2 separate regions of the Pan troglodytes genome follow, and region 1 is linked to region 2. A link is a contact called in public HiChIP or PLAC-seq data. All regions are on one chromosome and are shown on one strand. The core of a region is the stretch at or near the end of the contact, and the rest is flanking DNA. Distances in the headings are between cores, read along the strand shown. Region 1 holds the start of LOC104003432 (zinc finger protein 813). Region 2 holds the start of LOC100610781 (zinc finger protein 665-like).

What was found. HiChIP or PLAC-seq counts read pairs in DNA pulled down with a chosen protein or histone mark.
Region 1: an H3K4me3 HiChIP or PLAC-seq map of stem cell-derived excitatory neurons shows a contact between it and region 2, with 8 times the contacts expected there. The contact joins the promoter of LOC104003432 here to the promoter of LOC100610781 in region 2. A contact is called at or near these places in 1 of 7 Hi-C or Micro-C datasets (stem cell-derived neural progenitor cells) and 1 of 1 datasets of contacts at active chromatin or transcription factors (stem cell-derived excitatory neurons).

Annotation. Positions count from the first base shown.
Region 1 is chr20:56,294,843-56,301,020 of NHGRI_mPanTro3-v2.0_pri, forward strand. It overlaps LOC104003432 (zinc finger protein 813), which reads left to right and starts at 2,832. Exons shown (of 6, transcript XR_010153958.1): 1 at 2,832-2,929.
Region 2 is chr20:56,030,298-56,037,305 of NHGRI_mPanTro3-v2.0_pri, forward strand. It overlaps LOC100610781 (zinc finger protein 665-like), which reads left to right and starts at 4,555. Exons shown (of 5, transcript XM_063802220.1): 1 at 4,555-4,756. ZNF665 (zinc finger protein 665) reads right to left here and starts at 677. Exons shown (of 5, transcript XM_054672588.2): 1 at 597-677.

The sequences.
Region 1 (6,178 bases), core at 1,582-4,081, 260 kb after region 2:
TTAAAGCTATGACCTTTAAATAATTATGAGCCTTTGAAGAGAGAGGCCATTTCTCTTACTGTCTCCTGTCTCTGAAGTAAAAGCTGAAAAACAACAGGAATGAAGTCAGTGGCAAGACCAGCTGGTGCCACTGATGACCAGGCCTGAGGTTAAAATATTAACCCCCAACTCTAACCACATGTGCTCTCAATCTATCATGACCCTTTCACGTGGAACCCCTTACAGTTGTAAGCCCTTAAAAGGACCAGGAACTCTTTCTTCGGGGAGCTCGGTTCTTGAGATGCCAGTCAGCCGATGCTCCCGGCCAAATAAAGCCACTTCCTTCTTTAACCCTGTGTCTGAGGGCTTTTGTCTGTGGCTCGTCCTGCTACACCTTGAGAGAAATGTGCTCATTCAACTTGAGTCCAGTGGAATGCAGGCGTAACTTCTATGAGTTTTCCTGGCCACGTGTGGTGGCCCACACCTGTAATCTCACCACTTTGGGAGGTCAAGGTGGACAGATCACTTGAGGTCAAGAGTTTGAAACTAGCCTGGCCAACATGGTGAAACCACCTCTCTACTAAAAATACAAAACAAAGGGCCAGGAGTGGTGGCTCACACCTGTAATCCCAGAAAATTGGAAGGCTTGGGCGGGTGGATCACAAGGTCAGGAGTTTGAGACCAGCCTGCCCAACATGGTGAAACCCCGTCTCTACTAAAAATACAAAAGTTAGCTGGGCTCCTAGCTACTCGAGAGCCTGAGCCAGGAGAATCGCTTGAACCCGGGAGGCAGAGGTTGCAGTAAGCAGCTGAGATCGTGTCATTGCTCCCCAGCCTAGGCAACAGAGCGAGACTCTGTCTCAAACAAAAAAAACAATGGTGGCATGCACCTGTAATCCCAGCTACTTGGGAGGCTGAGGCAAGAGAACTGCTTGAATCTGAGAGGTAGAGGTTGCAGTGAGCCGAGGTCGCCCCACTGCACTCCAGCCTATGCAAGTCTTCCTCTTATTTACAGGAAAAGTTTTCCTGTAAATAATTAGAAAGACTAAGCAACCCCAGAGATAAGACCTCCTGAGATCATTGTCCCTTTTTATGGAGTGATAAAGTAACCTTCCTTGAAGTGTATCACTCTGTCACCAATCAACTTGCTGCAACCTATGCACTGGTCTTGAATGGAAAATGTGGTGATTGTCCTAAAGCTTCTGTCTTTCCCTGTGTGTGAAACCTAAACGTCTCTACTATGGAACGCTGATCCCATTCATTTGGAGTTGATGTTTGCCAGTGGTTATCCTCATGCTTTGTGTTCAGATAAACTCTATACTTAATCATAAATTCTAAATTTTATTATTTACTGCTGACATCAGTTTCTGTCGGATTTTAGGAGCCTCACTAGAGAGGGCACCTGTCGCCATGTTGTAAAACTCACACTTGTCAAAAAAACATGGGTTAGTGTTTCTTCCCCTCCTCGGCATGAAGCTACTTAGCTGACACAGATGGTCACCTCCATTACCAAGTAGAGCCAGGATGAACTATGTGTGACCAAGGGTGTTGTCAAGTCCTCTTCCCTGAGGACTGATTAGTGTTTATCTTGAAAACATGTCCTTAATGGGTTGTATAGAACAGTGAAGTTTCTTTCTCTCTTTTCAACCTCTTAGCTGTTTGTCTGTATTTCGCATCATAATCTGGCCTAAGGCTTATTTATTAATGAAATGGTTTTAATTTCTTTCTCTATTGTCGTCGTGGAGATGATTTCTCATTGGGGGGAAGACTTTTTGTTTGTTTTCAATTATGTTTTCTCAACAATTAGAAAGTGAAGTAAAAAGTATTTGTTGGGCCAGGTGCAGTGGCTCACGCCTGTAATGCCAGCACTTTGGGAGGCCGAGGCAGGCGGATCACTTGAAGTCAAGAGTTTGAGACCAGCCTGGCCAACATGGTGAAACCCGTCTACAAAAATACAAAAATTAGCCAGGCATGGTGGCACGCGAATGTAATGGCAGGTACTCCGGAGGCTGAGGCAGGGGAATCGCTTGAACCCAAGAGGAAGAGGCTGCAGTGAACCGAGATCCCGTCACTGCCCTCTAGCCTGGGCGACAGAGAAATACGCTGTCTCAAAAGAAATAAGCAAATAAATAAAGTAATAAATCTCTTCCCCAAACGTGCTGAGACAACTAACTGAATATCCAGATGGAAAAGAATACTGTTGGATCCCTATCTCACACAATCAAAATTGTATTTTAAAACATTAAAAAAAAAAAAAAAAGGAAAAAAAGAGAGAGACGAGGAAGGAAGAGCTGCGGGAGGGGGTGTTACTTTGTCGCTCAGGCTGGCCTGGACCCCCAGGCTCAGCGATCCTCCCGCCGCTGCTTCCTGAGTAGCTGGGACCTCAGGCTCCTGCCCCCGCGCGCGCATCCCTCCCACCCCGGCGCCCCATCCAGCAGGTGGTCACCTCACTCCACCCTGGCCTGAGCACTCCGTCCCGCATCCGTGGCGGTGGCTTTAGGGAAGTCTCTGAAGTTGAGCACGGGGTGGACTTGCCCTCCTGAGTGAATGGAGAATAGAAAGGGGGAGGATTTCTATTCTGTTTTGTGGGCCGTCAGCATGAAATCGTACCTTCCGCCCAGGCAGGGCTTTGCATTTCACATTCTAGTTTGCATCCCCGTTACAGACAATTCCAGGGCTTTGGAATAGTGCCTCAACCTTACTGGCCGGTCTCGACTCCAAAACCCTAAAACAGGCGCTGGAGCGAGGGTGAGGGACTCACAGGTCCCACCCTGGCCTCGCCCTCTGCGCATTCCAAAGGGCAAAGTCTCTCCGCCTCTCGCCCCGCCCCTGCCTCGTCAGGCCCCGCCCACCTCCTCCCAGGTCCCGCCCAGGCCTGGCTTCTGTCCTGCGCAGAGATTCGCGAAAACCCGGAAGCGGATCGCGTGGAGTGACGGTCCCACGGCAGCGCGTGAGTTTGGCTCTGTGTTGTATTAAGTCTGCACTTCCCAGGTCCCTGGCGCTTCTGTACCTGGGGCGTGGGGTCCCCACAAACCTGGAAATTCTCAGCCATCTTCCTTCACCTAGAGCAAATTGAGACGACCCCGTGAGAGTCCGGGGGTCGCTTCCTTTTGTGTTTAAGGTCGCCCTGAGGCTGGTCCCGTCCCGGGTCTTTCTGCTATAGGGCAATGTATACACTTTCTATCGCGCATTTTTCCTGCTCTAAACCTTTCTCTGACTCCTCCCACCCCGCGCGTTTTGAAGTCCTCACCCAAGAGGTGGATTCTCGCCCACTTCGGCCGGTGGAGCGCAGAACCGCGGCCCCAGTCCCGGGAAGGCCGCGTCCTCTGTCTGGTCCTGGGATCCTGCAGACCCCACCCTTGTCTTAAGGCGCCCTCGCCCCCCCCCCCCACCTCCCTCCTCCTGCCGGGCCCTGCTGCTCCCTAAGTCTCCCCTCCGCAGTCACGGCTTCCCCTGAGCCCACGTTGGGGAGGTGCCCGGGGCTTGTCCTGTTGAAGGGGGCCAGCCCTTCCACACCTGTGGGTATTTCTCGTCAGGTGGGAAGAGAGACTGAGAAAAGAAATAAGACACAAAGACAAAGTATAGAGAAAGGACAGTGGGCCCAGGGGACCGGCGCTCAGCATACGGAGGACCGGCACCAGTGCCAGCCTCTGAGTTCCCTCAGTATTTATTGATCATTATTTTTACTGTCCTAGTGAGGGGAGTGTAGCAGGGCAACAGGTGGGGAGAGGTCAGCAGGAAAACATGTGAGCAAAGGAATCTATATCATGAATAAGTTCAAGGAAAGGTACTGTGGCTGGATGTGCACGTAGGCTAGATTTATATTTCTCTTCACCCAAACATCTCAGTGTAGCAAAGAGTCACAGAGCAGTATTGCTGCCAGCATATCTCGCCTCCAGCCACAGGGCGGTTTTCTCCTATCTCAGAATAGAACGAATGGAAATGGTCAGCTTTACACCTAGACATTCCATTCCCAGGGACCAGCAGGAGACAGAAGTCTTCCTCTTATCTCAACTGCAAAGAGGCCTCCCTCTTTCACTACTCCTCCTCAGCACAGACTCTTTATGGGTGTCCGGCTGGGGGATGGTAAGGTCTTTCTTTTCCCATGAGGCCATATCTCAGGCTGTCTCAGTGGGGGGAAACTTGGACAATACCCAGGCTTTCTAGGGCAGAGGTCCCTGCGGCCTTCCACAGTGCATTGTGTCCCTGGTTAATCGAGAATGGAGAATGGTGATGACCTTTACCAAGCATACTGCCTGCAAACATATTGTTAACAAGGCACACCCTGCACAGCCCTAAATCCATTAAACCTTGATTCAATACAGCACATGTTTCTGTGAGCACAGGGTTGGGGCTAAAGTTACGGATTAACAGCATCTCAAAGCAGAAACAATTTTTCTTAGTACAGATCAAAATGAAGTTTCTTATGTCTTCCTTTTCTGCATAGACACAGTAACAGTCTGATTTCTCTTTCTTTTCCCCATATCCTGTGACATGGGGTGTTCTTCCCTGCCCAGCTCCAGCCCCTTGAAAATGCGCTCCCCTGGTATGTAGCCATCTTACTCCAAACCGTCATGTGATTCTGTGGGCTAAAGGGATCAGGAGACACAGGCAGTAGAAAACCTGAGAAAGAGAAAAGAATGAGAAAGACTCATAACAGATGGCAAAGTAGAGAATGGGTGAGGGATTTGCCAAGAGACAACGAAAGTGAAAAATATATATATAAGAAAGCAGGAGGAGAAAAGCAACTGGAGACATGCAGAGAAAAGCTAAATGTACAGAGAGATGAAGGACAGCAAGGTAGGGAGAGGGGCAGCAAAGAGGGAGGCTCATCAGGGTGAGGGAGAGGAGGAGGGATTTGGAGCCAGGGCAGACAGAGCAGAGTGGTGCTGGTGGCAAGGAGAACAGAGGGAGAAGCACAGCAGGGAGGACACCTGGGGATCTAGGCTGCCAGAGAGTGGGGACAAGGGGTATAACAGGGAAGAGAGAATGTAACGCGGAGAGCAGAGGAGGCGCAGAGATGGTGTTGCGGGAATCTGAGGACTAAAGAGACTGATACGGGGGAGACAGGAGGATGTTTATTTAAGGTACGCACCGGCTCGGTGGATTTACATCTAAAAAGCTGAGCATTTCAACAAAGAGTGGGGCTTTTATAAGCAGGCTTACAGAAGCAAAATAAAAGCAGTTAATCATATAATGATAGGTCATGTCGTCTATAACATAGCATAACTTGTAGCCTTGCATAGCTGGTGGTCTTGCAGCTGCATTGAAAGAAAAGCAAGAACAGCTAAATACATTTGTTTTCTTTCTTTCTTTCTTTCTTTTTCTTTTCTTTTCTTTTCTTTCTTTCTTTCTTTCTTTCACTCTTGTTCTAAAGGGGAGGAGGTGTCTGGAGCCCATTCCTTTGGCTTCGACTTCGCAAACAGCGTTATGTTATAACTGTTCTTGAAGTGAGCTTGCTAGGCAGAGGAAAACTTGTTCTTCTCTTTTTAACCCTTGCCTTGCCTGTTACTTTTCTTGGAGTGAATGAATGCATATATTTTTTTAATTTCTGCCTGAGTTTTCTCCCTTTTATGCTTTTTATAAACAAGATTTTAATAGAAAGCATCACTATGACTTGATTATTCATGAAAAAGCAGGTTTTCTTCTTTAGGCACAGGCTGATATTTATGTGGAGCTATTAGCTGAGTGGTAGTCTGCCTAGTCACAATTGCTCCTATAGTTGATTGAATGTTCCTTAACAAGGAGAGGTAAGAGGCAAGGGAGTATTAAACCAATTCTTAGTATTTCTAGAACCACTCCTGTTAAGGTTTTGAATCGACTGAAGGAGGAAAACCAGCCTCTAAAGAGGGACTCGGGAGTCTACTTTGTCTAAGTCTGGACTGGAACATGGGATAATTTTTTTATTCTTGCAGTTATTTCTATAACAGCCTTCCTATTATCATTGATTTCTAGGCAGCAATTAGTTAGATTACACTTTCTACATACTCCTCCTTCCTGGGCTAGGAGGTAGTTGAAAGCTAATCTATTTTGGTAGATGGCATTTCTCGTTTTTGTGGCTTGCTGGGCCAGTAAGTCTAATGCATTTGCTGTTTCATTAGTGACGATTTCAAGTACTGCTTGCAACTTTATGATGCGGTTAAGCATGTAAATTGGGGTGCGGTACCTTTATGACTTATTTTGTGCCCGGGTAGCTGGC
Region 2 (7,008 bases), core at 3,305-5,804:
ATTTTCCAGCGGGTGGAGCTGGGCAGGCAAGAACACCGGGTATCACAGGACAAGCCCCGGGCACCTCCCCAGCGCGGGCTCAGGGGAAACGGTGACTGCGAAGGGGAGGCCTAGGGAGCAGCAGGGCCCCGCACGAGGAGGAGAGAGGTGGGGGGCGACAGCGCCTTAGGAGAGGGGTGGGGTATGCAGGATCCCAGAACCAGGCAGAGGCGCGGCCTCCCCGGGACTGGGGCTGCGGCGCTAACGCTCCAGTAACCGACTAGGGCGAGGTTAGGGGACGGTAAAATCCTGCACCCACTTCGCAGATGAGGACTTCACAGGGCGCAGGGTTTTAAGTAAAGGGTTTTAAGCAGGAAACGGCGCAGGAAAGGAGGTGTCTGCATGGTCTGAAGGCCGAAAGACCGCGGGCAGGACCAGCCTGTGTGATTTTAACCCAAAGCGATGCGACCCCCAGAGTCTCGCGGCAACGTCTGAATTTACATGGAATGGAGGGAGCCGTGCGGGGACTTTAAGGGCTATAGGAACCCCCGGACATCGGGTACGGAGGAGCAGGGGACTCCGAAACGCAGGTTTAATCTAGATAGAGGGAAACTCACGCGGCGACTAACAGCCTTCACTCCAAGAGATCTGCTTCCGGGTTTGCAAGAAACTGCCCGCGCAGTAGGCAAAGGGGCGGGTTGCGGTGGGGAAAGGCCGGGCGTTGGGAGGGACTGAGAGCATAGGGTGGGCGGGGCCGGGGCGGGGCCTGAACCCAGGAGGCGGAGGTTGCAATGAGCCGATATCGCGCCATTGCACTCCAGCCTGGGTGACAGAGTGAGACTTCGTCTCTCCTAAAAAAAAAAAAAAACAAAACTTAGGCTATCTAAAAGTTTAACCAATGGCCAGTAATATAAGCAATCATGCATATGTAATGAAGGCTCCATAACAACCCAAAAGGAGAGGATTCAGCGGAGCTTCTGGATAGGTGAACACTGGGAGGCTCCTGCAGCGTGGTGCACCCAGGGAGGGCACCAAGGCTCAACGCCCCTTCTCCCATGCCTCACCTCACTGATCCCTTCCATCTGGCTGTTCTTCTGTCAACTTTGTAATATCCTTTATAATACGTAAATCTATGTAAAGTGTTTCCCTGTATTTTGTGAGCCACTCTAGCAACTTCGTTGAACCTGAGGAGGGGGTCAAGGGACTCCTGGATTTATATCTGATCTGTAAGCACAAGTCACAACCTGTGCTTGTGACTGGCATTGAAATGTGTGCACTATTGTGGGACTGAGCCCTCAACGTGTGGGATCTGATGCCATGTCCCGGCAAAATGGAACGGAATGAGAGAACACGCACCTGGTGTCTGTGGCAGGATTGCTTGCTTGGTGTGTGTGGGAAAACCCAGTACCTCTGGGCTAACGGTAGCATTCTGTGTTGTGAGAGAACAGTAGAAGAAACTGAATCAGTGTTTCCTATATTCTTAAATACGAATATGTGAGGTTTTTTTTTTTTTTTTTTTTTTTTTTGACAAGAGTCTAGCTCTTGTCGCCCAGGCTGGAATGCAATGGCATGATCTCGGCTCACTGCAACCTCCGCCTCCCGGGTTCAAGCGATTCTCCTGCCTCAGCTTCCCGAGTAGCTGGGATTACAGGTGCCTGTCACCACGCCCGGCCAATTTTTGTATTTTTAGTAGAGATGGGGTTTTGCCATGTTGGCCAGGCTGGTCTCGAACTCCTGACCTCGTGATCTGCCCGTCTCGGCCTCCCAAAGTGCTGGGATCTCAGGCGTGAGCCACCGCGCCCGGCGTGAAGGCATTTTTGAGCAAGTTATGTCTCCCTAATTCTGTTTTATTGTACTTTTCCCTAACTAGTTATAATAGCCTCTAAATCTGTGTGGAGTTTTCAGTTTTGTGGACAATACAATAAATAGACAAATAAAAACCCAAACACAAGCTGATCTCTATAGAAGTGTTAGATATTATTTTCAACACACTAAGTGATATTCAGTATCTAGATAAGCTAAAGCACGAATGATGTCTTCTGAGGTGACAAGGTCCACAGTGGCTTTACAGAAACACTGGCCAGAAGTAAAAACTGTGATGATAATGGCAATAGCAATGACTGACTTTTCTGAACACTATGTGCAAGGCATTATTCGGAATACTTTACCTGTATTAACTCAAATGACAACATAATAGCCCATGAGAAAAAGAGCTTTTCCTGTCTTACTAGGAAACAACTGTGTCGGCCGGGCGCTGTGGCTCACGCCTGTAATCCCAGCACTTTGGGAGGCCGAGCTGGGCGGATCACGAGGTCAGGACCGGATCACGAGCCGGGCGGATCACGATGGTCACCAGGAGACCATCCTGGCTAACACGGTGAAACCCCGTCTCTAATGATAATACAAAAAAATTAGCCGGGCGTGGTGGCGGGCGCCTGTAGTACCAGCTACGCTACTCGGGAGGCTGAGGCAGGAGAATGGCGTGAACCCGGGAGGCGGAGCTTGCAGTGAGCCGAGATCGCGCCCCTGCACTCCAGGCTGGGCGAGAGCAAGACTCCGTCTCAAAAAAAAAAAAAAAAAAAAAAAAAAAAAAAGAAACTGTGTCACAGATACGCTAAGAAACTGGCCTAAGGTCCAAGAGCTAGAAATGACAGAGCAAGCCCCGAACCCAGGCATCTAAGAATTACAGTTAGGCTGAGAGCAGTGGCTCACACCTGTAATCCCAGCACTTTGAGAGCCTGAGGCAGGAGGGGTGCTTGAGCCCAGGAGTTCAAGACCAGCCTGGGCAATATAGTGAAACCCCATCTCAACAAAATAAAGACAAAACAAAAACAAAAAAACCCTCAACAATTACAATTAAACCTAAAGAATCAGTTAAGTAACAGAAGTACCATCAAAAGTGACAGGATGCCAGGTCAGGGAAACCATTGAGAACAAAGGCAAGCAACATAAACGAGAGTCTGCAGTAACGCAGGCAGACACTAGGTGGAGAACCAGACCACAGCTTACCATGAAAACACAGGGACTGCAGAATTGCAGACTGTCAACAGGAGCTCTCCTGAAGAAAAACCGGCAAACCTTCTCAGGTAACTACAAGCAAAAGCCCAGAGACGACACATTCCCAGAAAAGGCTTCAGAGGTTTCCAGAATCTCTAGTCAGGCTGAATAGAGAGGGTCCTCCCTGAAGGAAGCCAGAAATAAAAAAGTAGGACTGGCTGATAGTGAAATGCTGAGGTGCCAAGATAACAAGACATTCAAGGAGAAAAGGAAACATGATCCACACAAAGGAACAAATGAAACCACCACAAACTGACACTAAAGAAATGAAGACGTGTGAATTATCAGACAAAGAATTGAAAATAAGAGTCACAAGATGGTCAATGAATTAAGAGGAGAGCACACAAAGACAACCACAGGAAATCAGGAAAACAAGATATGAGCAAAATGAGACTATCAATATAGGGACAGAAGCTATAAAGGAGAAACAGAGAAATTTTAGAGCTAAAAAATGTAATCAGAAACGCAGAACACAGAGCCTTGGTGCTCAACGCTGCACACAGATTACAACGCCCTGGGCCACCATAGTTATTATTGAGGGTAGATCCCAACCTGACCATGGGAATAGGAATCTTGGGCAAAAGAAAGTTGAAATGGTTAAACTTATACGTTAATACGGTAAAATACGTTAAAAGGTATTTTTGCCAGCGAATGGGACAGAAGTTGAAATGGTTCACGTTGAAATGGTTATTTCTGCCAGCAGGTAGGACAGAAGAGCTGCTAGTGAGACTGAAGCAACTCTGGGTGGGGATCTGGCATCTCTGGGGGTGTCGGTTTGGGGTAGATTGAATCCAGGAAAGTTTCTGCAATTTGAATTAATTTAAGCAACTTAACTAAAAAGCCCTGAAAATGTCTGTGAAGGGTATGCAAACTAGAATGTGAAATGCAAAACTCTGCCTGGGCAGAATGTGTAAGTAATTTCAAGTCACCTCGCAACAGAACTTAATGCAATCCCCTCCCCATTCTACACCCATTGACCATGGAGGGAGAGAGTCAGCCCTGTGCACAGTTGCAGAGATTTTCATATGGTAAATACCTGGGGTGTGGAGCGAGGAGGGCTAATACCGGTGACATTAACTCTTGCTTTAGAAAAAGCAGTAACTTTTTAAAAATAGTTGAGCAACTTAAGTTTGCAACTTAGGAAAACGTCTTAGTTTCCAACAGAGATGGCCCACATAACTCTAAGGGTTTACCTTAAAATTGAAACATTAACTTAAAATAAGCAGAAAGCAAAACTGCTCCGCAGGACACGAAATAGACTTGTGTTCCCAAACCCAGAAAATAGGGACGCTCTGGGAACCAGGTGGCTGGAAACGCAGGTTCCCACCCGCCTTCCTTAGGTCCCTCCCGGCCCCGCCCCCTGCCTGTCCAGGCCCCGCCCCACCCTTCACGTTTTCTCCCCGGCCCACTCCCTGTGCCGGTCGCGCCCCGCCTAGGCCCCGCCCCTAGGCCGCCTCAGTTCCCCCCCGGCCCCGCCCCCTGCCGGTCTCTCCCTGGCCAGGCCCCGCCCCTTCCCCGCCCCCAGGCCGCCCAGTCTCCGCTGCGAGCGGTTTTCTGTAGACCCGGAAGCGGATCGCGGGGAGTGAAGGCTGCGCCGCCGAGCCTGAGTTTCGCTCTCTCTAGATTAAATCTGCGCTTCGCAGTCCCCCTTCTTCCATCCCCCGGGTCTGGAGGGGTCCCTACAGATCTTAAAATGACCACACCGCGCCCTCCACCCCAGGTAAATTCTGACGTTGCTGTGAGAATGCGGAGATCGCTTTCCCTTTGGGTTAAAATCGCTCTAAGGCTACTTCCTGAATCTGGTCTTACTGCTTTGCGCTAGGTAAACATGGCCTTTCGTGTCTTTTGCTGCCTAAAATCCTTTACCGATTTTTCTTCCCGCCACGCGGGAGGGCACTTTTTTTTTTTTTTTCTAAGACGGAGTCTCGCTGTGTCGCCCAGGCTGGAGCGCAGTGGCGCGATCTCGGCTCACTGCAAGCTCTGCTTCCCGGGTTCACGCCATTTTCCTGCCTCAGCCTCCCAAGTAGCTGGGACTACAGGCGCCCGCCACCACGCCCAGCTAATTTTGTTGTATTTTTTTTAGTAGAGACGGGGTTTCACCCGTGTTAGCCAGGATGGTCTCCTTCTCCTGACCTCGTGATCCGCCCGCCTCGGCCTCCCAAAGTGCTGAGATTACAGGCGTGAGCCACCGCGCCTGGCCGGGAGAGCACTTTTTAGAGCCCTCACCTGCAAGGTGGATTCAGGTCTATCCGGTTCTCCAAGACCTGCCCTTGTCGGCCCCTGGTGCGCAGCGCTGCAGCCTCAGTCCGGAGGGGCCGCGTCCTTACTTGGTTCTGGGATTCTGCAGACCCCACCCCTGTCCTAAGGTGCCACCTTTGTCTTTCTCACCTGAAATCTTTCTCAGGAAAGGCCTTCAGCTCCCAAGCCCCTCTAGGCAGTCACCTCCCGTGGTCGGAAGGTGAGCTGGGCTTGTCCTGTGACACTCATGGTGGAGGAGGTGACCTGGGCCTGTTCGGTGACACCCAGTATGCTTTTTTTTTTTTTTTTTTGAGAATGAGTCGCCCCCTCTGTTACCCAGGCTGGAGTGCAGTGGCGCAACCTCAGCTCACTGCAACCTCCACCTCCCAGGTTCAAGCGATTTTCCTGCCTCAGCCTCCGGAGTAGCTCTGATTACAGGCATGTGCCACCACGCCCGGCTAATTTTTGTATTTTCAGTAGAGTCGGGGCCACCATGTTGGCCAGGCTGGTCTCCAACCCCTGACCTCAGGTTATCCGCCCGCCTGGGCCTCCCAAAGGGCTGGGATTACAGGCATGAGCCACCGCGCCCAGCCAACATATAACACTTCTGACAGCAAATGTGTGGGAGTTTTTTTCCCACACACTAGGCGATTCTCCAGTATACACCAGTTGCGTGTCCTATAACTCAATTCAATTCTGACACTGTGCGCCTGGAGTTAGAGTCAGATCCAACAGGTTAAGGTCTTAGTCCCACAAGGCCAACCCCCTGCCCCGCCCCCGCCACTTCAGACGTCAGTCAAAAGTAATAGGTTGTCACCTGTCCTTAAAACTGACCTATATATTGGGGCTCCCATGACTCCCTCTTTGGGTTTAACTTGTGAGGACAGCTCACAGGACTGCTGGAAGCACTTACTTATGTTTACTGATTTTTTGTGCAGTCATTTCTCACTTCATGTTTTCTACAGGTTCTTGGAAACCGGGTCATGAATGAAATGATATACAGCAGGTCCTCAAATAACGTTGTTTTGTTCAATGTCATCATTATCATTATTATTATTATTATTATTTTGAGATGGAGTCTAGCTCTGTCACCAGGCTGGAGTGCAGTGGTGCCGTCTCTGCTCGTTGCAACCTCCACTTCCTGGGTTCAAGTGATTCTCCTGCCTCAGCCTCCTTAGTAGCTGGCATTACAGGCATGTGCTGCCATGCCCAGCTAATTTTTGTATTTGTAGTAGAGACAGGGTTTCGCCATGTTGGCCAGGATGGTCTCGATCTCCTGACCTCTTGACCTGCCCACCTTGGCCTCCCAAAGTGCTGAGATTACAGTGTGAGCCACCGCACTTGGCCATTCGATGTCATTTTTTATGTAGATGAGGAAAAAGGTTGCCATTTCACTTAAAGTTCCGGTTTCCAAGAATCTATTGATAACATCAAGTGAGGATTTGGTGTATTAATAAAGGATATCATAAAAGATACCCATGAGCAGCCAGATGAAGAGATATGTATGGTGAGGTCTGAGAATGTTCTAAGCACAGGAGCTTCTGTCCTTGTGGATTTGGGTGCACCCACCCTCCTGGCATTCAGATGTGTTTATCAACCAGACAGCTCTCCGAAGTCTATAGATCAGGAACTTTTATCGAGGCTTCATCCTGTAGGCATGAGAGATTATTAACTCAGTCTTCAGCATGCTCCACTCTTTGGGAAATAAGTGATGGAGCTGAAATCTCCAAGCTT